Regions from separate parts of the Ostrinia nubilalis genome. Here region 2 is linked to region 1. The links are chromatin contacts, called in public Hi-C maps. All regions are on one chromosome and are shown on one strand. The core of a region is the stretch at or near the end of the contact, and the rest is flanking DNA. Distances in the headings are between cores, read along the strand shown. Region 1 holds the start of LOC135084069. Region 2 holds the start of LOC135084211 (putative nuclease HARBI1).

Region 1 (4,563 bases), core at 712-3,211:
AAGATTGAATTATGTCATGCAAAAAAATACGACCATTATATGAGTCAATAATTAAATGTATAATAATAAGTTTATGAACAAATTGAATTATCAATTGGCACAAAATTCCACTCCTGTGTACATGCATTAATATATTTAAAGAACTATGGTTTAAAATAAATAATTTATACAAACGATTACAATTAATTCCATCCATCACGACTGTTTCTATGGCACACCAATGCATTTGGAATTGATACAAAACATATATTATATTAATAACCATAACATCAATTACAAGAGAAACAAATACAGGTAATAGTATATTTTTGAAAATTAAATCAGTTGAATTTATCATTCTCGCACATATGTCAAATAATTTGTTATAATTGCAGGTCTCAATTAGTCATATTGACGATGAACCAAACACCCGCTCAAGATCTCCTAGCGACCGGAGTTGAAACACTTGCGCACCGTCGCTCTTGCGAGCGAATATGCGCCCACGCCTTGTCCAAGAGTACCTCCACTGCAACCTGCGGCATTCCTCGCGCACCCGGTGGAATAGCTGACGGTTGGAGCGCGTCAGGCGCTCGTTGATGAACACACGCGCGCCGCCCTCGCCGGCCAGCCCGCGGCGCACGCGAGCGGCGCGCAGCAGCTCGTCGCGCAGGTGGCGGCGCGTCAGCCGCACCACCACGCGGCGCGCGCGCCCGCCCGCCTCGGCCGGCGGCGCGCCCACGCGCTCCGCGAACACCACGTCCCGCTCGTCCAGCGCCACGCCCAGGCGCCCGGCGAGCACGGCGACGCTGTGGAGGACGTTCTCCCCCTTCTCCTCCGGGAGGTGGCCGATCTCCAAGTCGGCGACGAGCGCCTCCTGGTCCCGCTCGTTGAGTTCCAGCTTGAGCTCCGATATCGTCCGCTCCATCTGCGTGAGTGTCTCCGACCCGGGCGCCGAGCTGATCGACGCCTGACGGGACTCCACGGCCTCGAGTCTTCGCTCGATGTCACCCAGGCGTTCGTCGTGAGCGTCGACTCTGTGCTCGCACAGTGAGACTCTGCCGATCAGTGTGTCGATCTGGGCCCGAACGGATCTGAACTCGTCGCGCATCTCCTCGCGAAGTTGCCTGATCTCCAAGAAGAGCGCCTGCACATCCGTCACTTCCATAGTAATATTCAGTGCAGTAGCGTTCGGATTCTCCTGACTGGCCTGCTCTAGCATTGAGGCGTCGAGACAAGTGGGGCTCATGGTGGCGGCCCCCCTCCGCACCATAACGCCGTCCGCAGCAGCGCGGACGGGCGTCTCAGTGTTGTCCCTCTTGGGCTGCCTACTGACGCATGTGACGCACCTCCACGCATTCCTGCGCTCACCAACCAGCGTGCCGTGGAAGCGCCTTTCGGTAACCCCGGCGCACTTCAGGTCGAAGAACTCCTTGCAGAGGTGGCACGCTAGCCATCTTCGACTATCTTCAATCGGCTCGAAACAGCCACCACAGATTTTTCTATTTTCAAGCGACATTGTCTTAGTGAAGAAAAAAGCAGACTAAAACAAAAAATAAACAAAAAAAAAAAAAAGGCAAAAAAAAAGTTCCAAGTGAGACTCGAACCGTGGTATGCTGGGTTAGACCGGCCGTGTTAGCCGTTGCGTCAAAGTCTCTTGTGAGTCACCAACGAACTAAACAGTCGTACTTGACACTACTGTGGACGCAAGTGGTATTTGTGTCGGGTATACACAATCAAAATTGTTTCACATACACCAACACAGATTGTCACTTCAAGTCGATAACTCACTTTTTGGAGAATTTATTTGCTAATAACACTCACTGCAGCCTTATTGTTTACGAATCGAATTCACTGATTAGAGGTCCATGTCCTTACAATTAAAATGGTGTATAGTAACTTTGATTTAGATTATTATTTTCACTCCTAATTATCAAAATTGCGCGGAGCGTCTTTATACAGTCTAGCTAGGTAAAGCGCCACCTAGCGTCTTCAAAGTAAAGGTATTTTCACTTCGAAATGGATACAACATCTACCGTAGGGATACAAATATTCCCATAAAACACCAATAATAATAGATCTGATTATCTATGACATTAAGTACGAATAAGTACACGGTTTTTTTTTGTATTTATGTGTTTTTTTTATTTCGTTGTTTACTACTTCCGTAACATATATCAAGGACATAATGCTGTGCCTAATATACGTCACACAAAGACAAATTTATAAAAATGTGTTATCTGAAAATGGTTACATTTTATAAATTAGTCCCGTTGAATTACATTACATTAATTATGCTAACTTACAATAATATACGTTAATAACTACTGTGTGGTATAATTGAAAACCTGGCTATCCTGTCTACTCTTAAATTACGTGTAATAATTGTGTATATTTAACTATATATTGTAAAACAAGCTGAAATACAAACAACGTAAACGACAAAGCTTCAAAACAAAAGCTTTAACAGACAATGAGGATGTTTAATGTAAATCAACAGCAAGTCATTTTAACAAACTCAACAAAAAACGCTGTGAATCGTGTACTATTTTATTAATCACGTTTTGCAACTTTGCAATTTTTGTACACATAAATTGGAAAATTGCAAAACGTGTGTACATAACACACACAATTCACAGCGTTTCCTTAACATACAAATAAAAAATGTAATGTAATTGCTGGATGTTGTTGCAATTAGTAATAGGTATTTTACATAAATACCTTCATTCGTTTACTCGTGAATTGCGGTTTAACTGTTACCGAGCGAGCAACAATAAAAATTATCTTGAGAATATTTAACCAATTTTTCTATCAACACAAAATCATCAACAAAATTATTTAACTTTAATTATTATAATAGCCAATTAAACTACAACATTAATTGTAAGCGTCATATCCATTTCACAGTAAAAATAAAACTAACAGCGCATTTCTATGGAAAATGTGGTATGTGGAGATGGTAAAAATCACACACTTGTGTATCGACTTAACTGAATCCAGTTCTATTGATACTAAGACGCAAATCTGAAGAAAAATGCTTAAATGGAAATAGCGGGGCAGTTTTCTTCATATTCGCCATGGCGCGGTGAGCTATGTCATCGCATTACTGTTAATTAGGCATTAGTATTAAATGTACACAGCTTAACTACGGAATTTTTGTCGTAAAATAAAATGTAGAAAAAATTTTCTTTTTTCATATTTTTATCAACATTAAAAAATTTATCCATCGAAAACTTAAAAGTAACCTCTGTCAACTCACAGACACGATCTGATTTATAACTATTCCTTTTTCGATGATCACAGAAATTACGATTGCACTTACTTTTTCGTGTGGCATGCCAATACACTAACACCTATTCAGAGTATTTTTCGTATATTCAAAAATCTTAAATTTAAATTCCGATCTCGAAAATACAACGTCAATATTATATTTTTTTTACAAATATTTTTTTTTACATTATACACATGCCGCACAAAAATGTAAGCCTAAATACCGCTTGAACACTTTCTTGGAAACGTAACTTTTGATCTAAAAATCTAATGTTAGGATTCACGATCCGTGCTTTTTAGTTTGTACAACTCGCCACTGCGAATTAAGTTCCCTAACACGATGGTTCTTTAATTACAACTTTAAAAATACCAAACGTCCATAAATTTTTCCTTCTACTAAGACCTAAATTTAAAACAATACCATTTATACAATATTCATAGGAACTTCTTTTGTTGTTATATTAAATTTATTTATATATTAATTTATGAGGACATTTTTTACATAAATAGCGATCCGTTCACTTTTGATTTTTTTATTGCATTGTCGAAACCGTAATTTTTTCAGTCGAAAATGTAGTTTTAGTCTAATTAGAGATTCACGTTTCCTAGAAAACATAATCTTTATCAAGTAACCTTCGCGTCTTGATGGTACTGGCCGTTTCATTCCAAATAATAAGTTAACACTTGCCGAAAAGTTTTGTATTTCATAAAAAAAAAAGACATACACCAACTAAAAGTTCAATAATAACTCCCATCCTTAACCAAATGTCACGACGAAATTATAATGAATTTTTGGGCTATTGCATTGTGATTTTTTTCTTTATTTACATTGATAAACCGCGACAGCGTGCGCACCTGAGACGTGTCACGACACTGATCCACGATAATACCAATATTAATTCAAGAATGAAATAATTACGTACATTAAAATCAGCTTACTATACCCTACCTATGTTACGATTATACGTATAATATTACAATTTCTGTGGACAATATTGATTACGAACACAATTTTGTCCACATCAATCGACACTTATTATAATACATGATGATAATATTAAAAGAATTCATATTCGGCAACACTTGACATTCTTATTGCAAATTGCAAAATGGTACACAGCTTTTGCAAAATCTGTGCCACATTTTGTAATTTCGTTTTGTTCATCTTGAACTATAAATCTATTGCAATGGCAACTGCTATGCATCCTAGATGCTTTGTTACTGTTCTGGTGGTTAAACGGAAGCGATCTGCTTCTCTTTTAACCATTTAAAATGATTCACTGGGCTATTGTGGTTCATTTAAAAGCGTGTAAGTAC
Region 2 (4,173 bases), core at 1,247-3,746, 240 kb after region 1:
TTAAGCAGAAAAAAGTATTAACTTGTAATTTAAAAACCCCGTTTGCCGTAAAAAACGAACCTTACCGAACCTATCACGTTACAAAGAGAATTCTAACTTCTTCGATTTCACGTAAAGTCCGTGGAAATTTTGCTAAGGGCCTAAGATAGATGAAGTTACCAAGAAATTATTGGAAAAGAACATTATATAAGTTATAAACTACGTAGACTTTCGGTAATAGCTACGAACAAAATATACAATGCTTTCAGAATAAACAACAACACGGCATGGATAATTCCTTTTAAGTAGTGACATCTATTGACGAAAAACTGAATCTCAATCAGAATTGTTTTAGTTTATTATATTTTTTTATTTCCTCGTATTATTATATAACTATTAAAATCATTATTTTTAATCTAAACAAATATTTTTATTTTGCATATACAACCATTTTGCAAACAAGAAATGAAATGTAGCACTGCTATCTAGTGGGGAGTAGTTTAACTAAATAGTACGATACTACACAGCTAGATGGCGCTGTAGACAGACGTTTATTACTTTAGCAATAAAATTCTCACGTTTTTTTTTTAATAACTCATAATTAATTTTCACTTTAAGTTGAGACAGTATGATTTGAGACAAACATAAACATTTTATTAATCAAGTAAATCGATAAACTCGTTTAAATCACACAAATCCCTTGTAAGAAGGTGCGTCGTTTAATTAACTATGATGCTTAAAATACCTATTACACTCGTTAAAAATAATTAGGTACGATAAAGTATATTTTTCTACAGAGCTTATTAAAAAAATACAATTTCACCCTGTATTTTAAAAACACTACTTTATTACACAAAATCAATCGTCTTCATAAAACTCCTAAAGGACACTTTCTACGTACTTATATTTTTTCAATAATAAAAAATTCAATATCTCCCATTGAACAGTATAACTCGATTGTCATCAAAATCACAATTAAAATGCTATGTGTACTTACTAAAAAAACAGACACCGAGAGTCGAACCTAATCCCTCGTGACAGGCTCGCGTCGGTATCGCGTTTTTTATAAAAGCTCGCAATATTGAATTGAGCTTTTAATTTCCCGCTAGTCGCATTTTCAGTAGCAGGGTTCCATCGGAAAATGTTTTGTTTTATTTATTTTGATTTTAGGTGTTATTTGTCTCGTTAAAATAATAATAACATAAGTACTTATACATTTATGAGTAAATAATAAATTGTAATAAGGTTATGAAGACAGATTTTACTATTTTTTTTATTTTAATCTAAAAAAAACTTGTCAGTTTTCTGACATGCATTACACTCGTAAAAGTAAGCCGATAGATTTTACTGTTTAATATCTATACTTATTACATAAACAATATTATGAATGCGAAAGTAACTCTGTCTATCTTGCTTTCACACCTAAACCACTGAACCTATCTTGATGAAATTTAGCATAGAGTAGTCCCGGGAAAGGACATAGGATAGTATTTATCCCGGTTTTTGAAACACAACGCGCGCGATAAAGTTTTTCTGTGACAGACAAAATTCCACGTCAATAAGTTATAATTAAACCCCCCCGTAGTTTTTAGGAGTAAAAAACTAACTTCTTTAAAACTGTTCTTAACAATGTCTAATTTTTTAAAGTAAGATAAACATCAGTCTTCTCAATAGGTGAACAAAAAGTAATAAAAGTTTTTCCATCCCCCAAGCTCATGTCCATTAAGTCAATGAAACAACGCAACAAGTAAGAAAATAGTAAAAAACGACGGAACCCGACTCCCTCGCCGCGTTTTTTCGACCTTTTGCGATTACGCACGCACGGCAGATCCTCATTGACGGATTTTTTTACTTTCTGTGCGGGCCCTTTTTTTCAATTTATCTTTTTTTTCCACATTGGAGCGGATTTTTCGCTTATTTGCTCGCTTCATTGGCTTGTAAGTGAGATGGGTTGGAGGGTGAATGTTTTTTCCTCTTTTGTTTTTGTAAATGAGAGCCTGTTATTGGATTTAGGTCAGACTTTTGAAATGCTCTTGTTGTGACGACAGCGCTACGTTGAGCGGCGGACTTTTCCGGAACTAGTGGCGGCGATCACAGCGCTACGATGTGAACGCGGATTGAAGATGAACTAAGGTTTGTTGTAGCGCCATCTGTTGCCGAGTAGATCTACAAAGCGTATTAAATTTTATTCCATAGAATATTCATTTTAAAAAAAAATTGCCACGTCATTAATAATTAATTAAAATTGTATCATGCAATTTAAAGTATGATCAGTGAATACTAAAAGACATAATCGGCAATGTTTGCCTAAGATGCAAGTTTTTCATTTATTTGTAGACTCAATTATTTATAAAATTTAACTATATTATAATTTGTACTTTTTAAATGGTTACCTACCTATTCTAAAAAAAAGCAATTTGATTGTGTCGAAGAAAAAATAATATTAATTATTACACTATACAAAAATCTTCTTGGAAATGAACTCAAAAATTGATATTCTTTGGTTTTTTCACTTACGGTCTTATTCATAATCATTTTTCACATTTTATCAAATGCTTATTAGAGGTTTATAAAACGTTTGATAAAAATTGTTATTCATAATCGTCATTTAGCGCTAAAATCCTCTTATAACTGTGTGATAAGTTATCGAGAGCTCGGGCCTTGTTTAAAGCTCTAATAAACCTATTTTAACCTAACTTTTATAAATGTCATTTCATATGAATGTCACTTCGTTGGTTTATTTATTCAAAATATCCTTGCTGTGATCCTTGCTTGTGAAAATGAATGCTATAAATGCAATTGTGCATTTAGCCAATAATGCCGACCCAGCGCGACGTAGAAAGCTCTACCGCCAACGAAGCAACCCATTCGATTTGCGGGACCTAAATTTTAAAATAAAATATAGGTTCAATAAGGACACAGTGCGCACCATCATAGATTTGGTGGAAGATGATCTGGTTCAGAGCGCTAGAGGTGGTGGCACGTGTCCTGAACTGCAAGTTTTAGTGGCCATAAGATGTTGGGGACGTCGTGAGGTAAGCACAAAAAAGTGTTTTATTTTATCCCTTTGTCGTGGCTGCTATAATTATTTTCATACATTTTCAGGTACAAGATGATGCTGGTGACCTCCATGGCCTAAGTCAGCCGACAGTGAGCCGGATATGCGCCAGAGTCGCGCATGCAATCGCGAATAAGGCAAATTCCTTCATCAAAATGCCTATCACTATAGGAGAGCAGGAAAGAATTAGTGCCAAATTTAGAGCAATTAAAAATTTTCCTGGGGTGATAGGAGCCATAGATTGCACCCACATTAAAATTAAAAAAACCGGAGGTGACATGGCCCAGTACTATATTAATAGAAAAGGCTATTATTCCCTGAATGTTCAGGTAAAATATATTTTGATTTTATACAGTTTACAACAGAGAAAGATTTGTTTTAATAATGTCTATAATTTTTACTTTGTATGATCTAAATTTTAGCAACATTCAACACTATATTATTGGATGGATTACCTACAGGATACTGTTTTTTTTATTTTAGGTTGTCTGTGATGCTGACCTCAAAATAATGGATATAGTGGCTAGATGGCGAGGCAGTACACATGACAGTCGAATTTTTATGGAGAGCAATATAAAACAACGATTTGAGGATAGGCAGTTTAGAGGACGCCTTATTGGCGATTCGGGCTACCCTCTTCTGCCATATCTATTTACACCTATTTTAAGGCCTAGTCGTCCAGAAGAAGAAGCATACAATAATGCTCACATCTCAACTAGGAACACTGTTGAAAGGTGTTTTGGGGTGTGGAAGCAGCGGTTCCAATGCCTACTCCATGGCTTACCAGTAAGCCTCCAAAATGGAAAAGCTGTGATCATAGCATTGGCTGTATTACATAATATAGCCATTGATATGAATGACACATTGTTAGGTAAATGTTATCAATTTGACTGTACATAAGGAATACAAATCTTTATGACAAAATGTTGACAAATTCATAATATTTTTCAGAACAACATATGGAGCAGGTCCCTGTAACTCCGCAACTTTCGACGGAGAACAGTGTTCACGACAACCGACCTTCATTGTTGAGGCGTAGGTCGCAGTTGATACTACAAAATTTTATAAATCAACATTTTTGAATGGTACTAAAATACATTTTGATAAATTCCAACGATTTACTTTTATGTAATGTC

Evidence for each region. Hi-C and Micro-C count contacts between places; a contact is called where the count stands out from the background.
Region 2: a Hi-C map of whole larva shows a contact between it and region 1, with 6 times the contacts expected there. The contact joins the promoter of LOC135084211 here to the promoter of LOC135084069 in region 1. A contact is called at or near these places in 2 of 5 Hi-C or Micro-C datasets (whole body and whole larva).

The regions. Positions count from the first base shown.
Region 1 is chr25:2,899,805-2,904,367 of ilOstNubi1.1, forward strand. LOC135084069 reads right to left here and starts at 1,962. Exons shown (of 2, transcript XM_063978809.1): 1 at 1,768-1,962; 2 at 386-1,519. The coding sequence starts at 1,495. The coding sequence ends at 386.
Region 2 is chr25:3,143,629-3,147,801 of ilOstNubi1.1, forward strand. LOC135084211 (putative nuclease HARBI1) reads left to right here and starts at 2,497. Exons shown (of 5, transcript XM_063978945.1): 1 at 2,497-3,014; 2 at 3,085-3,366; 3 at 3,521-3,908; 4 at 3,989-4,122. The coding sequence starts at 2,760. The coding sequence ends at 4,119.